3 separate regions of the Mus musculus genome follow, and regions 1 and 2 are each linked to region 3. Evidence: chromatin contacts called from public Hi-C and HiChIP or PLAC-seq data. All regions are on one chromosome and are shown on one strand. Each heading gives the region's core, a stretch centred on a gene start, on an enhancer-like site or on the middle of the called end of the contact. The rest is flanking DNA. Distances are from core to core; before and after follow the strand shown.

Region 1 (2,718 bases), core at 148-2,647, 140 kb after region 3:
TCTTTTTGTGTGTGTGTCATGGAAACACTTAAACTTTGTTCTTAAAGGCTGGTGAGATGGTTCAGTGGCTGAGAGCACTGGCTGCTCTCCCAGAGGTCTCAGGTTCCTATCCTAGATCCCAGCACCCATATGCTGGCTCACAGCCCTCTGTAACTCCATTCCCAGGGGATGTGATGCCTTTTTCTGACCTCTGGAGGCACTGCATGTATGTAGTGCATAGACATACAATGCAGGTAAAATATTCCATGCACATAAAATAAAATAAATCTAAATCTATTCTCTTTGCAGTCGTAAAGTAGAGGCGACATTGTTATTAACTAAAGACACTGTGAAATGACTAAATTATTCCTCCTGTCTAAATAAAATATCCTTTAACCAAAATGTCCTCATTTTCCTTACCCCCAACAAGTCCCAGCAAAGACTGTCATTGTCAACAGACCATGATATAAAGAAGCACAAGAAGCAGGAAAGTTATATGGAGGTCTTTCTTGACATTCAGAGTGAAGACAATGTTTATTTAAAACCAGGATCCTGGCTTTCGTGAGGGGAATGCTGTGTATGTTAGAAATCTGTACTGTGGTGGTATGTGAACAAGGAACTTTACTTTTTAAATTTTTTATATCTATCTATCTATCTATCTATCTATCTATCTATCTATCTATCTATCTATCTATCTATCTGTCTGTCTATTTGTCCGGAGACAAAACTGAAAACATGGGAGAGTAATGAGCAAAGAGACGTTCCCTCTGAGGGTTTTGTGCATCCAGTTTCTAATGGGCCACTTGCTCAATCAAAGCAGCAAAATTACCCCCATTCCCTCTTGGGTTGGCTGACAAGCTTCCATGTTTCCCTATTAAAATCTGAGCGGATGGGAGCTCCTACTCTGCAGTGCCATTTTGACCACTTGACTGAATTCCTGTCAGTTCCCCTGGCTGTATACATCTGTAGCCCTCTTAGTTTTCCAAAAAAATCAGTAGGTTTGACTCAATTCATTAAAAAAAAAAAAAAAAGAAATGAGAGCTGAAACAAACAGCTGGATTTATTTAAGACACTTCTTTTTCATTTCTACTTGAAGTAAAGTTCTCAGCTGTTGAAGGCCAACATAAACTCAGTCCACAGGTTACTGCCCTAAGTCACCAAAAGACATCCTGGAGTCTCGGTCAGCCTAGTGATTCCCTGAAGTTGGCAGGGAACCGAAAAGTGCCAGCTTCATGCACAGAAGAGGACTGATGCTTCAGGAGAAGCTGTGACCGGCTCACATAGAGCCCAGCAGGAGGATGCCGGGAACAGGGTTCAGACATTGTCAGCTGCCATTCTCAACGCCTCTTGGTTTCTCTCCATCACACTCTGCCTTCTTGGGCAACCACATGGATCTCATTTTCCAAATAGGAGGAGTGTGACGGCACGCTGTGAGAATATCTGTTGACTGTGAGAGAGCCGTGTTTGTCCCTGCTGCTCAGCTACCGCTCAGGTTAATCATTTTCTCAGCAGGAACAGTGCTGCCCAGATAACCAGAGTTTGTTTTTTATCCCCTGAATCTAACATAGCTGTATCTATGGATACGATCCAAGGTACGTGCAAGGTAGTGATTAAATTCTCAGCCTACTCAACAAATATGTTTAATGGATCTAGATGATTAGGATATTCATCATGAAAAGTCGAAGTAGACTGGGTCTCCACCCCCCACTGGATTTAATGATTTTAGTCAGAAAAATCACTCACAGGAAATTTGAAACACAAGACCCTAAGGAGGGATGTTAGAAACCATGGAGGCCCTTTTGTCAATGAGTCAGCTCAGCCAAAAAGTCAGAGAAAAGCCTGACCTGAGGGAGGACTGAGTTGAGAGCTGTGAAGTAGGGGAAAAGGAAAGAGGTACAGGGTTGATTTGATGTCTGCTTACTATAGGGATTATATGTAACCTTTGGAGAACAAGATAAATGCAGTTGGGCACAGAGAGCCAGGGAAAATGTGGTTGGGAGCAAGACCAGAGCCTGGCTCAGTTTCTGGACCATGCAGTGAGTTTTCAGTGTCTGTCTTGGTCCTAAAGCAATAAGCATATATCAGCAATGGGTTAGAGCAAGCATCTAGTGGAATCAAATTATCCTTACATCATGTAAGTAACTTTAAAAGAAAACCTTATTTTAAAATTAGGTTATGGACAAGTTTTTGTTTAGACTGTAGAGGATATTAAAATAAATTGTACAGCATTATCCAATATGAACATCTTTATGAAAGGAAGTGATATTGATATATTAAGTTATATTAAGAGCAAAGAAGCAAACAGAACAACCAAGGTCATGTCACTGCCTAAGGATAAAGTATCGGAAAGAGCCAAGGCCAGGCACAGATCTGCACTGGAAGGGGATCCAAGGACTCAGATAAAGTTTTCAGAATACGTAGGGTTAGCCTGGTCTAGGAAACGGAGTACTGAGGCTTGAACAGAGTCCATGGCCTAGAAGGAGAGGGGCTGCTCCACGTGAGTGGACCAAAGCACAGAGATGATGAGCCGACACGTGAGGCCAAAGCAGCCTGGAGATCTGGCTTTGTGAGGCTGGGATGTGTTACTCACATTACATTATTTTTCTAGACACAAATTAAGGAGTATGCCAATACAATCTGAACGTACACGGCCTCACAGAGCAAAATCCACCAACTACATAATTTGTTTCTGTTTCATTCTGGTTTTGTTTTTGGTAAAGTTTATACTTTGAAGATTAG
Region 2 (2,700 bases), core at 151-2,650, 200 kb after region 3:
CCATACGTCAGTGTTTGTCAGAGGTGGGGTGTGCATACATGGGGTTTGGTATATTGTTCATTCTGTTTTTTGAAATGTTTCAAATTTTCATAATAATAATGTCCCTTTTTTTTTTCTGTCTCATTTTAACTCACGACTCCAGTGTATAATGACTCCAACTCAGTTCCTAGGGGCTCCAACCAGTAACAACTACGAAACGACAGGGAACAAATGCTTATAAATGCTTACTCTTGTAGGACGAATGCTGACCCAGTAACAGGGCTTGAATGGCCTGTTCCTTATAGGCTCAAACATTTGAACACTTGGTCCGGAGCTGGTGGAAGTCTGGGGGAGGTTTAGGAGGTGTGGACTTACTGGAGAAAGTGTGCCACTGGGGTTGAGTTTTGAGAGTGGATAGCTTTGCTTTCTAGTTCTTTCTCTCTCTGCTTTGTGCTTTGGATTAAAGCAAGGGATCTTTCAGCTTCTTTCTGCTGCCACGCACACCTGCTACCACACCCACCTGCTACCACGCCTACCCGATGCCATGCCTACCTGCTACCATGCCTCTCCACCATCATGGACTCACCCCCCTGGAATCGTGAGTTCAAACACACTTTAGATTCCAGAATCCTAGTGTTTCATTGCAGCAGCAGAAAATTAGCTAATGTGCCTTTGAAGACCTTTAAAGATTCTCTGGTTAGATTAGATGGAGTCGTTATGTACCAAGAACTAAGCTTTACATAGCAGAGATGTTCAGGGAGCAGTAGTGTACAGGAGTCTGCTGTGGAGGGTGAGGGTCAGTTACATTTTCTGAAAGCGTCAGAAACTATTTAATAGTTAAATGGCCTTTAAAATAAATTTGCAAAACTTAACTATCCTTTAAGCTTCAGCCTTTAAATCCTGCGTTTCTCTTGAACACTCTTTCTGTTGTTAATAAAAACATCAAGTTTCCTATCTTTACTGTAACCTTGGTTTCTACAATTCACCTCTACACAGCGGATCTCATGTCATTATCTTACCAGATCTTTGTCATGAAGAACTATTTTATTTATTTTTGCATCCTTCAAACCCTTCTGAAAATGACTTGGGCATTCTAAGGATCCAATAAGAGTGTACTGTATTAAATAAAATAGATTATACTTAATGCCACTCTCCTAAACAATCTTGTCCCAGCTCTTGAAATGTAAATGTTCACTTGCTGCTTAATTGGGAATCAATGTTAATTTAGAAATGTTAATTTAGAGTACTGATCAGAAAAACAAAAAGGTTGGAAAGAGACCGGAGACCCCCTTTTTTTATTCCATCAAAAATGGACACTACTCTTTTCAAAGAGAGCTATAAATAAACACCCCCAAACCACTCCCTGAAAGAGGCACTTGGTCTGGCCAAGTGCAGCCTTGAATGTTAATTCTGTTCTATTGAAAGCACCTGGGCTTCAAAGACTTCTCCAGCATGGCTGGCACAAGAGCAGTTTTATCTTCCGCTCCGGCCTTGGAATGACCCAATTCTGTCACTTTAGTGGAACAAATAGTTAGAAGGAAGTTAGTTGACAGAGATAAAAAGCACATGTGGTGGTGGTGTTGGGGACAGAAAATCTCAAGAAAAACTTTAGTAGGGCATTTCCTTGGGACCGTGTTAGTTTGCAATGAGGTAGCAGCTATTGCTTTGAACTGGGTAAATTCAGGCCATTCCTTCTGCTTGGTTTTAACGTTCAATGTGGCTCAGAATCATGCCTGAAGGCCCATGCCACCGAGGAGGTAAATGTGTCCAGTAATCAAGAATGGAGCTGGCACCCGGTGAGGAGGCTCTGTCTGCCTCTAGACTGACGTAATCCTTATTTTTAGGAGCATTACAGCTAGTGTCCTGAAGCAAGCCAATTAGACATCAACACTACTATAAAAGTGAGCAGAAATTAATGGGAATTTTTTTCTGTTACCAATAACAAGTCTTTCCCCCACCCCCAACACATACCTCCTAAATGAAGATCAAATCATTATGCTTATCTTGGGGTGCAATGTAAATTTCTTTCTTCTGTTTTACCACAAAAAGTCTCATTTGCCAATACCAGAACATTTGTATTTGCATAAAAGTATCACAATACACTGCAACAGACTTTTAAAAAGTGCTCTGCCAGCTTTCTGCTCACCAGCATCCCTGCCAAGAACAATTAGTAACACCAAATAACATATTACTAAGTATCTATTGGAAAGCACCAGCAAGCTCCCAGAACATCTGGACAAAGGAGGTCACTGTCGTGAGCCCCATATTCCTTCAGATTGACCTCTTATGACACTGGCCAGTTAATGAGCAGCACTGGGAAGCAGAAAACAGAAGAGACTGGAAGGAAACAAAAATGAACGTGGAATCTATTGAGGTCTAACCTCGGTACCCCAGCATAGCTGTAGCCATTTTGTTCCATGCCTGCGTAGCTATTTCATATTGTTGCTATAATATGCCTGCCAGTCACTGACACAGAAGAATAACTTGACTCAGAGCAGGGTCATCCTGATCACATAATCTGTTATTTTCTGTGTGTTTTGTATGAGGGTCATTAATCTTAAGAAACTCCACAAAGCCTTTTGTAGGACCCATCAAGTTAAAGGTCAATATAAACTGCTATGCCCAAAATGGCTTGAGTCAGAGCTGAGCACTGGGCAGCACTTCCTTCACCTGTGTACGAGTTCACTGTGACTTTTGTGAATTTTATTTTTCTTTATAAGC
Region 3 (2,754 bases), core at 143-2,642:
CAAAACCAAAACCAAAACCAAAACCAAAACCAAACAAAAAACCCAACAGTTTTGTGGCATCTATTTTCAAGTGCTGGGAGGCAGTTCTGAATCCAAAATGTACTATCAGGTTCTGAAAGATTGATAGACGTATGATCTGGCTGCCCAGTGAAATGAGTGCCTGACATGGATTTGTTTTGTCCTTTCAAGGGAGTGAGAAAAATCGAGCCTGGATTGTATGAACAATTTATCGACCACAGATTTGGAGAAGAACTATTGTACCAGATAGATCTCTGCTCCATGCTGAAGAAAAAACAGAGCAATGGTTATTACCACTGTGAGTCTTCCATCGTGATCGGTGAGTTCTGTTGAGAACATCGTTCAGTACAGTTATTCATTATTTCTTGACATCACTTCTAAAATAAATATTTCAGGTTACTTGTGTACTTTTCAATTCACTGCAGGTTTTGTTTGTTTGCTTTGTGGTTGTTGCTGTTTTGTAACACCGCAGCGGAAAAAGTGGAGAGAACTTTTCTCTCCGCCTCTTAGGTCTTGAAATGTCCATGGAAATTTGTTCCAGTTTAATTTTATTTCATGGGCATAAAGAAAACACATTCTTCAGGGCGCATCACGTGGCCACACTGCTCCCCAGCTGGCCTTAGCATGGTAGCTGCTATTAATAATGGCTAGTGACCGGCTCCGGAAATTTCACTACGGGAAGAAGAAGTATAGGTGGCCTGTGACAGTCAAGACTTTGTTGCTTCTCTAAAGAAAACATACTTGAGGGGAAGCCAAGACCCACACAGAGATGGCTCGGTGCTCATGCGTGAAGGCTCCTGCAGGGTTCGATGAGACCAACCCGTTAGTTCCCAGGAGGAAAGTGTGTACACAGGAAGAAACTTCCCTTAAGCAGGCAGCTGCCATCACCTGCCTTCTGGAAGGTGGGTACGTTTCGCAGGAGCCTGCCCTGTGGGACTCAGCTGTACTGTTTCTAGCGAGACACCACTGCCAAGAAGTGAACTTGAAGACAACCTGATTTACATGCCTTTAAAGTAACATGAAGATATATATATATATACACATTTGTAAATATTTCAAGTTCTTCGGCCAAAGTGATTTCTCACCATCTCAATTAAAAGGATCTATTTGTATCCTAAAAGAACCATCATATAACTGAAGTTTATCGAAGGTTTTTAAAAAAATGTTCAAGAGGCAATTTTATTTTCGAGTCCTCGTTACAGAGTGTGACAGACATCATCACCCCAAAGGTCCGTTTTAAACTGAAGATTTAAAGTGGAGTTTGAGTTTTGAGTTTCACATCTGAAACCCTCCTCCTATTTCAAGGAGGATGTTCATGCTTTCAGAACCCGAGCAGGGGCCCTCTTCTGTCAGGTTCAGCTGACTTTCACACAGAGGGGCGATGCAGATCCTCTGTGCAGTGTGGATTTTGGCGAGTTTTCCAGGTTCCACTGTAACTAGGTTAGAGCAACCTCAAAAGGGGGTGTGGAGCTTCATTCGCTTCCAGCTGATTAAGACAATGAAAAGGTCGGATTTTATGGAAGATCCTGAAATTTGCATTATAAAACCTATTGTGTACATCCGACCAGTGGCCAGCAGGGGGCTCTGTTCCACCAGCTCCAGCAGGTTTTCTGCATTCCTGTTCTTTTGCAGGCTGGTCATCACATTTCCTCCACTGTAGAGAGTGTTTATCCATCCTCCATCTTCTACTGCAGAGTGACCGTTTCATCTGCCCTGACCAATTCTGATTTTTTTGTACCATTTAACATTTAAACTGTATTTTGTTTATTACGGATACTTTATTTTTTTCTACCTATCTCGTTTAATTATGACAATATGACTTTTAAAATGATGCCTCCTTCTAACGTAATTTATTATAATTAAGTGTAATCTAAACTGGAGTTGCCCCCTTTTCTTTGCGTCTATGCCTGCATAGAGGCCTGGGTCTCTCCTCTGTTACTCTCCACCCTGTTTTTGAGGCAGTGTGAGGCTGGAGCTCACTGGTTGTAGAGTGGCTGCTGAGCGACCCACCTGGATCCTCCTGTGTCTCCTTCCGCAGCTGGGTTTGCAGACGCTCTCTACCACGTCTGGCTTTCTGGTGGGTGTTGGGAGTTGCAAGTAAGGTCTTCATACTTGCTACTTAGCACACTTAGATCTTCCCAGCCCAGATCTGCTATGCATCTCTATAGCATCATTGCTATTCAGATAAAGAGTAGCATGGAAATCTGGGCGTTAAAACTGTGAAGCAGGGATTGGATTTTAGGAATATATTATTGCGCTAAAGATCTTTGGCTATTCCTCCAGCTTGGTAAGTGTGTACTAGAGATTACACATTGGCAGCCCTACCTTCTGTATTTGATTAACAAAGAGCTTTGATGATTTGTTTCATAATTTGAGCACTTATTATAGTTTGAAGATAAAAGTCTCTTATTGGGGTGTGTGTGTGTGTGTGTGTGTGTGTGTGTGTGTATGTGTGTGTGTTTGAATACCTGATCCCCAGCTGGTGGCACCACTTGCGAACACTATGTGACCTTTTGGACAGTGGCTCTCATCCTTCCTATTGCTGTGACTCTTAATTCAGTTCCTCATGTTGTGGTGAGCCCCCACCACCATTATTTATAACTGCAATTCTGCTACTATTTATTATGAATCATAATGTAAAAGCCTATGTTTTCTGATGGTCTTGAGTGTCCCCCCCATGAAAGGGTGGTTAGACCCCTAAGGAATCCATGACCCACTGGTTGAGAACCACTGCTT

Evidence for each region. Hi-C and Micro-C count contacts between places; a contact is called where the count stands out from the background. HiChIP or PLAC-seq counts read pairs in DNA pulled down with a chosen protein or histone mark.
Region 1: a contact with region 3 is called in a Hi-C map of cerebellum, with 1.8 times the contacts expected there. The contact joins two enhancer-like sites. A contact is called at or near these places in 1 of 15 datasets of contacts at CTCF or cohesin (CD8 T cells), 11 of 484 Hi-C or Micro-C datasets (8-cell embryo, the G1E-ER4 cell line, the HPC-7 cell line and 7 more), 6 of 115 datasets of contacts at active chromatin or transcription factors (craniofacial prominence, embryonic stem cells, neural tube and 1 more) and 4 of 9 other capture datasets (adipose tissue, embryonic stem cells, liver and 1 more).
Region 2: a contact with region 3 is called in an H3K27ac HiChIP or PLAC-seq map of neural progenitor cells, with 7 times the contacts expected there. The contact joins two enhancer-like sites. A contact is called at or near these places in 3 of 15 datasets of contacts at CTCF or cohesin (the NIH/3T3 cell line, large pre-B cells and pro-B cells), 10 of 484 Hi-C or Micro-C datasets (the G1E-ER4 cell line, bone marrow-derived macrophages, cerebellar granule neurons and 6 more), 11 of 115 datasets of contacts at active chromatin or transcription factors (astrocytes, embryonic basal ganglia, embryonic stem cells and 3 more) and 2 of 9 other capture datasets (embryonic stem cells and liver).

What each region holds. Positions count from the first base shown.
Region 1 is chr10:25,081,805-25,084,522 of GRCm38.p6, reverse strand. No RefSeq gene overlaps it. Among named protein-coding and RNA genes, the nearest start is that of Gm51762, 4.5 kb to the left of the region's middle. Within about 2 kb of position 1,397, at least 24 of the 459 cell types and tissues checked have an H3K27ac peak or open chromatin away from gene starts, as enhancers often do. A contact at or near this core is called in cerebellar granule neurons and cerebellum, where this site is marked.
Region 2 is chr10:25,022,766-25,025,465 of GRCm38.p6, reverse strand. All of the region lies in intron 2 of Gm47715 (a long non-coding RNA gene), which reads right to left. Among named protein-coding and RNA genes, the nearest start is that of Gm47715, 24 kb to the right of the region's middle. Within about 2 kb of position 1,400, at least 52 of the 459 cell types and tissues checked have an H3K27ac peak or open chromatin away from gene starts, as enhancers often do. A contact at or near this core is called in cerebellar granule neurons, cerebellum, neural progenitor cells and 2 more, where this site is marked.
Region 3 is chr10:25,218,194-25,220,947 of GRCm38.p6, reverse strand. Akap7 (A kinase (PRKA) anchor protein 7) reads left to right here. Exons shown (of 8, transcript NM_001379238.1): 7 at 190-337. Among named protein-coding and RNA genes, the nearest start is that of Gm25016, 47 kb to the left of the region's middle. Within about 2 kb of position 1,392, at least 17 of the 459 cell types and tissues checked have an H3K27ac peak or open chromatin away from gene starts, as enhancers often do. A contact at or near this core is called in cerebellar granule neurons, cerebellum, neural progenitor cells and 2 more, where this site is marked.